Linked DNA regions of Gossypium hirsutum: region 2 is linked to region 1. The links are chromatin contacts, called in public Hi-C maps. All regions are on one chromosome and are shown on one strand. The core of a region is the stretch at or near the end of the contact, and the rest is flanking DNA. Distances in the headings are between cores, read along the strand shown. Region 1 holds the start of LOC107907726 (gamma-glutamyl peptidase 5). Region 2 holds the start of LOC107908410 (MADS-box transcription factor 23-like).

Evidence for each region. Hi-C and Micro-C count contacts between places; a contact is called where the count stands out from the background.
Region 2: a Hi-C map of leaf shows a contact between it and region 1, with 2.1 times the contacts expected there. The contact joins the promoter of LOC107908410 here to the promoter of LOC107907726 in region 1. A contact is called at or near these places in 6 of 34 Hi-C or Micro-C datasets (callus, hypocotyl and leaf).

The regions. Positions count from the first base shown.
Region 1 is chrD02:68,663,463-68,669,884 of Gossypium_hirsutum_v2.1, forward strand. LOC107907726 (gamma-glutamyl peptidase 5) reads right to left here and starts at 3,504. Exons shown (of 4, transcript XM_041089152.1): 1 at 2,893-3,504; 2 at 97-252; 3 at 1-13. The coding sequence starts at 3,204.
Region 2 is chrD02:68,804,074-68,810,654 of Gossypium_hirsutum_v2.1, forward strand. LOC107908410 (MADS-box transcription factor 23-like) reads left to right here and starts at 2,374. Exons shown (of 7, transcript NM_001327001.1): 1 at 2,374-2,555. The coding sequence starts at 2,374.

The DNA of each region.
Region 1 (6,422 bases), core at 2,254-4,753:
GAAGTTCTCGAACCTATAAGCATATTAAAGAAAGATTGTTTAACGACACGAAATGTAAAAATGGTTTGATCATTTACCGAGCTAACCAATCAAAACCTCATCTTGGTGGCACTCAATCACCGAAAGAGTGGTCGGAATATTCAGAGATGAGAAGAGTGTAGATGTAGACGATGACAAATGAATGGCTGTCACTCCAATATCCCACCCTGAGATGGCTCGCCCTGTTTTTCCTCCCAGTGCTCGACTGAGAATCTGATTAAAATAACAACAAATTACTTTTTTATGGCATAAGCACGGAGCAAAAGGATACCAAATTCCATGACCCGACAAAAAAAATAACACAATGAGGTGTCAAACACGTTTTATGCATAAACTAAAACTTATCTTGTCGACAATTTTCTTGGGCTGTGCATATTTTAATAGGGAACGTATTTATCCCAACATATTATTGTGAAGTTTTAAAACATATAAAAAAAGTTATAATGGTTTTGATTGAGAGTACGTACATTCTAGAAATTATACAGAAACGTAAGATTAAGCTATTATGCATCTAGTGGAAAGCATATCCAATTCCCAATAAAAAAAATCCAAAAATCCCACACTTTCATCTCAGCCATGTGTTAGGCAAACACCAATATTTTTATTTCAGTTTTAATTTATCAAATGTTTTGATACTATAGAAATAATTTAGAAAATAAGAATTATTTAAAAGAACAGTTTCCTTTTCCCCCCTAAAGTTTTAGATTTTCTAAAGATAAATTGAAATCTATTTTATTTATAAAGCTAAAGATAAATTTGAAAGGAAAAAGAAGGTTGTCAGTCATCTTCCCCTCCCTAAAGAGTCAATTTATTATCAACTAATATATTACAATAAAACACAAATTCATCGACTTGAATGGTAAGAATTTCTATGTAATATACTAAAGAGCAAATTACACGCTAACCAAAAGGAAAAAGAAACACGTACTACGTGTAAATAATGGCTCATATCATACCAGAATGAAGTGCATGTTCAAAACACTTTCCCACCACCTAAACTTGGGCCCTTTGTGAATATTAGAATCCAACCATATTGACAATAACATTTTGTACACGTGAAATAATTCTAATAATTTTTGCACACCTAACCATTTCCATTTCAAAATTATTAAAAGAAAGATGATAAAATCTTAATTCGATTGATATGTGTATTATTGTCAATGCAAGAAGACGTGGGTTCAATTGCGCTGAAACGCATTATCCTCCCATTTATGAGTTGGGAAGAGTTTATAGAGAATTGTAAGCATGGGGTCAAAAAGAATAGATATGATCAAAACTTATGAAATTGTTAAGAAGAACATTTAAAAAAAGCAATGCTGAAGATTTATTATTTCACATTTTTTCAAAATTTAAAAATCTAATTATATATAGATAATAAACTAAATTATAAAATGCTGGATAAAAATTGATACGGTGGATAAGGAAAAAGTCAGAATGGCAACATTTAATTATATATTATTATAAAAGTTAAAATGTAATTTTATTATTTTAATAGTTTATAAATTTTTTAAAATTTTATTATTTTGGAATCAAATAAAAATTGAGCCCCTGCCAAGAGGTTGGCACCACCCTAAATGCTGACGCTTACATTAATATTTTCTTTGATTGAATGGAAGCGAGTATTTTTAAAAGAAATTTAAAAAAAAATTATTGTGGAATACAAAATTCAAACAAATTGTAAATAAAAATTATATATTTTTATTATATTTACTTTTAAATTTTGATTTAATAATCATTCATCTACTCATTTAAATTTTAAAGTTATTTTTTACAAAAATTTTAATTTTTTCTCTAAATTTAATTAAAATAATTAGTCTATTATCTATTTACATTATTTTCAATATTATACAAAAAATTGAATATATTGTAAAAAACCATTATTAGTTTGTTGAAGGGTTACTAACTTATTATCCAAATTGGTTATCTAATATTTAAAATTTTCAAAGTATGCATTTGCAATAAAATACCAAAAAAATCAAGTTTTTGTAATTGAACATATAATTTTATTTTATTATCAATAGTTTATTTTAGGAAAAGTGTAACAATTCATTTATATCTTTTTTCCAAATTCCATTACTTTCATTATTTGTATTTTAATCAAGACATTATTTTTTTAATTGATTTAACTAATTATTTTTATATTCTTAATTATTTTCTTTAGTATTTTAGATATTTTATATCAAAATTACTAATTCAAGTCTTAAAAAATTTTATAACTATTTTTTCATTTTATTTTTTTAAACTAAGATTGTATTTTAATTATGACAACATAATACGGTTTTTAAAATTTGTGAAGTTGAATTTTAAGATAATATATTTTATTTTCATTTAAAAATTATTTTAGTAAAATATTTTAATTTTTTTATAATTTTAAAATTTTAAAATTATGAAAATATATTTTAATATTTTAGTTATTTATTAAAATTATACTCTAAATAGATTAATTCAAATTTATAGTATTTCTTAAAGCGGAGCAATCTGCAACTGTTTTGTGACTCAGTTCAGAGAGCGACAGTTGATGGACCACCCTTTTTTGACGAGTCGACTCGAAGCCCGAGGGATCACAATCCTAAAACTGAGTTGAAACACGTTTTTTCAAATACTTGGATAGCTCAGGGCTTTCCATGTATATTAATTTCAGTAATCGGAACTGACAAAAGGAAACTAGTTTGTTTTTATTTTTTTTACCCCTAATATTAATGAGGATTTGAGTTCATTTTCCGGCTAAGATATTCTCAGAAAAATCCCAAAAGCGAAGGTTCCAGTTTGAAATGTTCAACAGAAATTTTTAACAAACAATCGAATGCTGTAAAAGAAAATTCACGAATTCAAAGGAAATGAAAAAAAAAATACCTGATGACCGAAGCAAATCCCGAGAACTTTTTTGTTCATGGAATCCAATTTTTTCAAAAGAGCAATCAATTTGCAGATCCAAACATCGTTCCCATGCGCATCATTGCAACTCCCGGTTATAACGAAGCCGTCAAAGTTCGCGATCTCATCATCGTCAGGGAACTCGCCATTGGCCACCTTAAAAACTTCCCACGCCTCGCCGTCCTCCGCTAGCATTTCGACGAACACCCCGTAATATCCTCCGTACCTCTTCTTAACATAATCGGAATCCTCCGCACACAGAAGCACAGCAAATCTCTTCCCATCCCCCATAATAATAATAATTTCAAATCCTTAAAACAAGAACTATCTCCCCCTCTCTTTCTCTTTATAAATATAGATGTGTTGAAGGCTAAAGCTTGAATGTTTAGAGAGAGAAAGAGAGTGAAAGAGATAAAAAAAAGTTCTCTCTCTATGATTTGCAGAGTGAGAGAGATTTTGCTGTTCCTCTTGGTGTGTTGTTTTAGGAATGTTAAAGATTTTTGAGCGTTTATTATGGTGAGGATTAGGTAACCTCAATTAAAACTATGGCCTTAGCAGATATGCTTTGCCCAATTTGCCCTTCTCCTTCACAGCTGGCTTACCGAATTAGATGGTTTTATAGTCATTGACAATTATTGTTTTTATATTTATATAATTTTGATATATTAAAATCCATATTTTATATAGACTTAATACAAATATGAATCTGACTTTTTTTATGTGGTATTTGTATTATTTTTTAGTCTAATGTGATGACAAAAATATATTTTTTTAATATTTGGAGCTAACGATATTAATTTTTTTAGTGTTTAATTTTAGGATTTAAAATTGATTTAATGAAAATTTTTAATTAACTAATAAGATTAGTAATTAAATTTTACCAAATTTATTTTAAAACCAAATTTATTTGATAAACTAAATGTAAAATTAAATAAATTTACAATTAACATTACTTTTATTCCATTAAAAATCATGAAAAATTCAAACATAATAATATTAGCAATTAACTTTCATCAAATTAACCCTAAAACCCAAATTAAACAAAAAAAATTAACCCTTTTACCTTCAAATACCAAAATAAAATAATTTTTGTCAAATACATGTACCACATTAGAAAAAAAATATCAAACTCGAGTACCAAATAATATATTTAAGCCTTTTATATATTAACATATTAATATTTTTTATATATATTCATTTATATATGTTGGGTTAAAATTTGCTATTACTCTTGTAGGAAGCATAACTTGTAGATTTAATCATTGATTCTTAATTTAATTATTTTTAATTTTTATATTTTTTAAAATTTTGAAAATTCAATCTTTATCTCAATCGTTACTTGTTAAATCTATCAACTAAAATAATGTAGTTTCTTTTTTGTGATTTTATGTGAATATCACAAATTGACACGATATTATATATGTGATAATAAAATATTTGAATCGTAAATTCAAATTTTAAAAATATATCAATTCATTTTTTTGGTGAATTATAATAATAGAGTAAAGTCCGAACAACAAAGGCGACTAGCGCAACTTAAATCAAGAACACACTTGAGACAGTAAACACCCTTAACCATCAGACCATCGTATGAAGACCAACTATATTCATCTTTTATTATATTATTGGATAAAGATATATTTCTACGGGCTAGTTTGGCAATGCTTTTGAAAAGTGCTTTTGAAAAGTTTAATTTAAAATTTTAGTGTTTATCGTTGCTATCAAAAAGTGCTTTTGAGAAATAAAATGTTCAAGACATGTTATTATCAAGTAACAAATATGCATTTAAATAATATTTAAATTAGTTAATATTATTATACTTTAGTAAGAATATAAAAATTTATTATAACTTATTGTTAATATTTTAATATATGAAATATAAATTTTAAATATTTTTAAGCAATAAATATTAATTATTTATAAAATTTAATTAGAATATATAAATTATATTTTAAATATTTAAATATTTGTAATTAGTATTTTAAAAAAATATTTTTTTATTTTTAATTAATGATTTTAACACATTTGTAATTAAGCACCAAGAAAAAAAAAGAAAGTACTATGTTATTGGATGGGTGAAAAAGTAATTAAGCACCAAAAGTGCTTTTGGGAGAGAAAAAATATTTCTGAAAAGTTAAAAATTTCAGCCAAAAGCAACTTATTCTGTACAGCTCTTCTTCTAAAAGTATTTTTTAAGTCAAAAGTAATTTTTTAAGCATGAAGAATAGGCCCTACATTTCTGTCAGAAAAAAAAATGTTTATATATAGTAAACCTGATAAAGTGACATTAAGATAATTATCAATTTGGATCTTAAAAATTATTGTTAAGGGTATAGATATTAAAATACTAGATTCTCAAATAAAAAGTCTATTAAAAATATCAATAGATAATTAAGCAAATAAAGTTTAATTGCAACTAATTAATACTATCTATACTATTAATAAAATCTATGATTAAATTAGTGTTAAAATTAATTGAGTATCAACTCGATTAGAACATTAAGGATATGTTCTTCCATAATTAGAATGAGTCATATTATTTGAAGATATTTTAATATTTTCATTTTAATAAAAATCAAGAAATCAGGTATAAACTTAGTTAAAAATTACGGATATATCCTTCCATAATAAAAATGAGTCATATAATTCGAGGATATTTTAATCTTTTCATTTTAATAAAAACCAAGAAAAATATGCATATAATAAGATTTAAACTCGTGCCAATTTGATTAGTAAAATCTTAAATTACCACTCAACTTAAAGTTTAATTTGATGTTTTTAACACATTTTTTTAATATATGCATGATTTATTATTTCTACATGTTGTATATCTAATTTTTTATCTTGATGCCGTACATATTTTATGTTTTATTATGATTAACATACGTTTCATTGTTTATTATATAAAAATACATATTTTTTAAATTTATAATTTTTTTACTTGTGATAAAATTTCTATTATATATAATATATTTTCATTAAAGGGATTGATTTTACTTACCGGACTTTTGGGATATATTAAACATTTGTTTCAGTAAATATAATTACGCTACATTTTAAAGGATCGCGCTTTTAGTAACCTTTTTTCTGCTTTAATTGATTGATTTATTTATTGTACCTTCAGCTTCATGTATTGATTTTGGTACTTATTTATTGAATTAAAGAGGTTGAATCCTGAACTTATTAAGTCTTAGTGAGTTAGAAAAAATAATATACGTTAGCATTTAAACAGGGTTTGCCATGGACAGTTTGAACTTGATAATAGTTCTTTTGATAGGTAAGTGGATCTCTTTATATATTGATGGAGCTGTTAAGTTGAATGTAGGGTGGGTCGCAATTGGATAGAGGCGATATATAAGTAAAATTGGAACGAATCATTAGATACAATTGATATTTGAGATTTTACTTTATTTTCGATGCAAAACTCTAAGGAATTTTGGATGGTTTGACTCTTGTCCAAAGAAATAGACATAATAATCTTTTGATCCATACAGATACTAGATAGTTTA
Region 2 (6,581 bases), core at 1,124-3,623, 140 kb after region 1:
AACAACCACTTTATAGATTGAAAAATGATAATAGTTATTACTAAGGATAAGATTTTTTATTAATTATTTGTTTACTTTGGCTGCCTATACCTACCTGTTTCTTTTTCTTTTTCTTTTTAATATGGAATACCAACCTGTTCTTTCACTTTAATAATAATTAACTTAAACTTGAAAAATGAAAAAAAAATGGAAAATGGAAAATGGAAAATAGATTATATGATATGGTGTGGTGTGGTGTGGTGGAGGAATATATATATATATATATATGTTATGGTATATTCGATTGCCAACCCGAAACTCGGATATAATTTGGGTTATTGATCTGCGACCCGAGTTTAGATCCCACTAGGTGGATACGTTAAAGGGCTCGCAAGAGGGCTCGTAGGGTGAGCTCACAAGCCCAGTGCGCAATGGGTGTTCGTAAGCACAGAGTACAAAGCCAAACGAGTGAACTGGCGAACACTTAGACCAGCGAACATGTGTTAAGTCTAGAATGGTATACGTGTTGACATGCATAGAGCCTATCTATAACGTCAATTTATGAACAGTAACCATGCCATATAAATACTCAATTCTCTCCGCCAAAAGGACACAACAAAAATAGTCAACAATATATATATATATATAACATCAACATCAAGGATTGGATCTTCCCTTAATTTTGTTTTTAATTTAACAACTCGTTCATTTTTAAGGTTTGTTTTAAGGTTGTAGTTTAAGTTATTTATTTTAAAAACAATTATAAATTTATTAAAAGTTGTAAATACTTTTATAATAAAATTTGTTGTTTTTTAATTTTTTTTTCATTTATTTATTGTTACCTGAATTAAATTGGTGTCTGGGTAATTCGTGACAACAATTCAATTAAGACTTTATAAGTAGTATAGATGCTAAGAAATTTTAGAAAATGTTGATAAATTCAAAACAAAATAGTGTAAATTTTATGAGCATTCGAAATAGGGTGTAATCAAGTCGAGTTGAACTCAAATAGTTGTAAGCTCAAGCTCAACTAGTATGAATTTATATAGCTTGAGCCACTAGAGCTTGATCTCAGCTTGATAATTACTAAATCAAAATTAATTCTTTTTCAAGTTAAACTAGAATAAGTTGCAAGCACTAGTATCTTATTTACACCTCTAGTTCAAAACAAAAACAATAATCCAATTGATACAATATTGACTACTCTAATTTACATATGTATACGAGTTGAATCAACCCGCGATCGTATTTTAGAAAAAATTTAAATTTAAACTTAAATTTAGTTTAACTAAACTAATCTAAAGTTAAAACTCATTATCTAAGCCTAAATTCGAACTGAACCAAGCTTACTTACCCAACCTATTACCCAACCCATGTACAGGTCTACTTTAATAATTGTATATATATTATTTAAAAAGGAAAAATATCCTTTGGAATGGAAACCTACAAGTTGAAATTAATTCATTTGTCAATAACAGAAAGAGTAGGGCAATTATTTCCCCCAACCAATTAGGAAAAAGGAAAAAAAAGTCCTTGACAAATAAAATAATTGTACGGCCCTCGATTTTGTAGCAAACGTGTCGATCATCTATACGTCAACCCCATAGTGCTTTCACTTTCCACTTTTTTCACTACTTCCACGCCCGTCCACCCACGAATCCTGGGGGGGCAGTCTGACAGTCCGAGGATACTCTCTCTCCAACCCACCTTCGAGTACATACATTACCCTATTCGCTTTCATCTCCTGAAACGTGTCCATTCAAATCTATGTTTGCGACTCCAACAGTTCTCCCGATTCTCTTCCGGATGTCGACACTGCTTTGTTTGATTCACTGCGACAGACGTCACTCATATGTAGCGCGTACAAAAGTGATCCACACACTCGCGCGTAAGCCCTATTAAACGAAATGTAAATTCCTTAATAAAACCGCTAAGCTGTTTCGGGCTCCATGTTTTAAGTCCAAAAAGAGGTTTTCATTTGATGTTTGAAAACCGCTTTAAGCTTTCCATTTACAGCATAAATATAATTTCGTCTTCCATCGAGTTCAATTTTTCTTTCTACTTTTCTCAAAAACTTTCTCTTCCAAAAAGAGAAAAAAAAAAGAAAGAGGAAAAGAACTTGCGTCGCTTCAGTAGTTATCTTAAAACAAGTAAGCTTTTGTCTTTATATATATACGATCTATATCTAATTCATCTTTTAACTGCTCGAAATCATATTTTCTTTCTATTTTGACTTTTTTCTAATTAGTTTTATTGTAAATTTGGCTTGAGTTTTATTTCGGGACATTGATCTGAGATTTTCTAGGGCTGAAATTGGGGGCGATCTAGGAGAATAGAAGCGATTAAAAACCCTAAGATTGAAAGGAAGGATAAATTATTATAAACAGAGGGGATATGGGAAGAGGGAAGTTAGTGATTCGAAGAATCGACAATTCAACGAGCAGGCAAGTAACTTTCTCTAAGAGAAGAAATGGATTGCTGAAGAAAGCGAGGGAGTTATCGATCCTTTGCGATGCTGAAGTTGGATTAATCATCTTTTCCAGCACCGGCAAGCTTTACGATTATGCCAGTACTAGGTCAGTTTCTCTTTCTTTCCTTTTTCATTTTTTTTGATGTGTTTTTATTTATTTTATTTAATAATAATTTTGTTATCCTTTTTTTTTCCAGTTATTACTAATAATTATTATAAAAGATTGGGTTTTATTCCTTTTTCTTAGCCCCTTCCTTTTTAAGGCTAACATGAAGTAGAGTTCACCACCTTTTTTTTTCCCTTCCATTGTCGTCAACATGCATGCAAACAGTAAGTTTGAAAATCAAGAAGTTTGAGATTACTAAAAGACATTGAAGATTTTGCATGGTTATTTCGATTCAAGATAAGTATGAATTCTATGAGTATATATATATATTTGAAGAAATAAAAAAATTTCTGACTAACATTGTTTTTAATTACGAAATTTACTTCCCCTTTCTCTTCTTTAGCAAAGCCAAAATACATGCTAACAATTTCAACTTCACACTACGAAAAAAAAAACAAATTAATTGAACTATATATAGTAATAATGTTTGTATACATCATCTAATTGTGGGGTTCTGTTTAACATTATGAATTATAATCCTTGTTCTGATGATCTGAGTTTGCTATTTTTACAATAGGTTGTCCTCTTTAATTGTTTTCATTCACTAACTGGAAATTTTGGTATGAACTATGAAGTATGAAACAAAGAATCTTAGGATATAGTTTACAGACTTGAATTTTTTTCAAAAAGAGGTCATAGTCAAAGAATAATGGAGTTACAAAATAATGATTGGATTCAGATCTCATACCCATTAGAAGTCACCTTTAAGGCTGATTGTTTGAATAGTTCTCATAGGCCCCATCATGAACACACTTGCTATTACTTTCAAAGGAATATGTATACGTATAGACTTAGCAAAAAAAAGCTATATATGTACACATACATATATGTGTGTGCATGGAGATGAGCAAACGAAGAAAATTAAGAATGGGGAAGTGTAATCTTGGCTAAATTACACCATTTTTCATTGGCTTAGAGAGATTGATGCATGCATGCATGCATATATATCTTGGTTAGAGTAGTTGGGAGAAAAATTATAGAAAGGGTATTTCTATATTATATTTAATTTGAAGGAGGTACATAGATTTGGATTGCATAAATTTTGCAGCATGATTATGGAAAATTCTTTTGAGCTAACTACTTGAAATTTATAAAAGATACTATAATTATGATATTTTATAATTAATGCATTTTTTATTAAACAATGATAATAAAATATTTTTAAATTTATGCTTATAAATGTTAGTTCATCATCTAAAATAAAATTTTTATTTTAAGCAAATAAGTCAATAAACCTTTAGATGGCATGAATTTTTTTTTGGTAGTTTACACATCGTTATTTTGGTCTTAGCTGGCTAATACACGTAGGTATGATGAGTTTCCACGTAATTTCAATTAAAAAAGCCAAAAAATACAAAATTTAAACCCTTAGAAGAAACCCATTTGTTTTTGCTCTTTTCTCCCCTTATAATTTCGGCACCCACACCTCTAAGCTAAAAGCTTTTTGAGATTGCCCAACTGATGTAGGCAAGGACTAGAATCTGAGAAGATCTAGGTTTGAAATTTTGGGGTTTCAAACTAATAATTACGATTTGATTCGGTAGTTTTTTTTTTAAATTTTGACTTTATTCGTAAAAAAATACCGTAATTTTCGATTTTTTTCACCACAATCACAATACATACTTTAGCTTTATTTATATATTTATAAGTGAATTAAATAATTAAATAATATCGTAATTATTCACAAGACTCTTAAAAAATTATTTGAAGTTAAAAGAAAACTAATACATAAATCATTCATATACCTAATGTTTTATTGTATTGTTTCTTTTAATTAGTTGCTTTCTTTAATTAGTTATAACTAAGTCATTGCAAAATGTCATATAAACAATATATATAATTGACAACTTGTGAATGATTGTTTTTTTATAAATGAAAAACATAATAACAAATTAAGCCCCTTAATGTTTATATTTTTTGTCAATTTGACTTTTTTTAAATTAAATTTGGCCTCTAACCTTTTAAGAAGTATCGAATTTGACCATTAACATTTTAAAAAGTATTAATTGTTATTTTTTAACAGAAATACTGAGTAAAACGGTCACTTTTTAAACATGATAGCTTGTAAGGTAAGCCACATATACTTAATGCTAATTTGTATTAACTTCTTATATTTTTCAAATTTATTTTTATTATTATTTGAATATTTTTAATAATTTTTAAATTATTTGTTAATGTGACATATTAAACAAATAGTGTCATGTTAGCATAAAGCACACGTGGACTCCATGCGAGTTGCCACCAACATCATTAAAAAATTAATGTTTTGATCATCATTTCTTCTAAAAAGTATTTTGACTCTTTTTAAAAGATTAATAGTCAAATTTAGTTAAAAAAAGATCTAATTGATGAAAGATGTAAACGTTGAAAGCTAAATTTATAATTATGCCTAAATAAAATATTATAAAGTTCCATAAACTATTTTTCTAAAATTAGAATTATGATTATGCTTATAATTATAATTATCATATTTAAAGAATCATCCACTTAAACTAATATAAAATTAAACTTTCATAACTTTTTTTTATGAAAGACTTCCATAACTTTAATTTTTTGTATGAGTATATTTAGCTTTTTTAAATGACATAATAATAATTGAATTTAGCTTTTTTAAATGACATAATAATAATTGAGATAAATGAATTAGTCTATATATATATATTAAAATGGTCCATCTATAATTCTATTATGATCATTTCTTTAAACATGTTTTTTTTTTCATTTGGTTTGATTTAGATATAATAGGTCCCATGTGGAAAAACCAAAACTAAACTGAATTGTGAGGTTTGAGTGAGAACATCAATTTAAAATTGAACTAAATTAAATGCATCGGTTCAAGTCGATTTTTCGATTTTCCCAGTTTCTTTTGCTCAGCCCTGCAACACACAATATTAGCATTGCCACTTTCCAAGATAAGTTTGTGTGATATTCTCCATCCCCATAAAAGAGTCGTCAACACTAAACTTCTGAAAATCTAGCTCCGAAAAGGACTAGGCCCTTCACAAACTTTGAATTTGCAACTTATTTAAAGGAACAAACTTTTCCAAGAGAACCACCTTATTAGTACCAAGAACATTGGCACTTAGCCACCACCAAGCTAATCTTAGCTTAGCAAGCTTAACAAGTTACTCCCAATCCAACAATTTACCATTAAACAACATATCATTCTTAAACAACCAAATTGACTCGGAGATGGCAAAAAAAGTCCTTCTCAAAACTTTAGCACCCGGTTGGGAGGCAAACCATGTCGCCAAACAATGAAAAAGAAACATTCAGATTGTTAGGCAATACCAAATTCCAAAGTGAACAAAAAAAATTGCTAGTCTCCAAGCCTTATCACATGTGAAGAATAAGTGTTTAACTAATTCTAAATCATTGAAACAAAAACATGTAGTAGAAGAAACGTAGATAATACCTCTTTTAGGGTGTGTTTGGTTGGGTGAAAAAATAGAAGGATAAGAGGAGAGAGCTGAAAAGTGGAAAGAAAATAGGATAGAGATTCTTGGGTAATACCAAATTCCAAAGTGAACAAAAAATTTGCTAGTCTCCAAGCCCTATCACATGTGAAGAATAAGTATTGAATTGATTCTAAATCATTGTAACAAAAACATGAGCAAAAGAAGCGGAGATAATGCCTCTCTTAGGATGTGCTTGATTGTTTGAAAAAGTAGAGGGATGGGAGGAGAGAGCGGAAAAGTGGAAAGAGAATAAAATTTGAGTGTGTTTGGCTGGGAAAAACAAGAGAGGAAATAAGATAGGATAGAGATGATTATTTTTCATCCTAATGCATAAAAAAAATAAATATTTCCAAATTGGAATGAGGAGAGAGAAAAAAATGAAAAAAATAAATCTAGCAATGAATGAAAAGAAAATTATTTTTTCTTTTAATTTTTTCACCTTTCCTACCAAGCATACCCATGGAAAGAAAAATTATATTTTTCATCTTTATATTTTTCCACCCTTTCA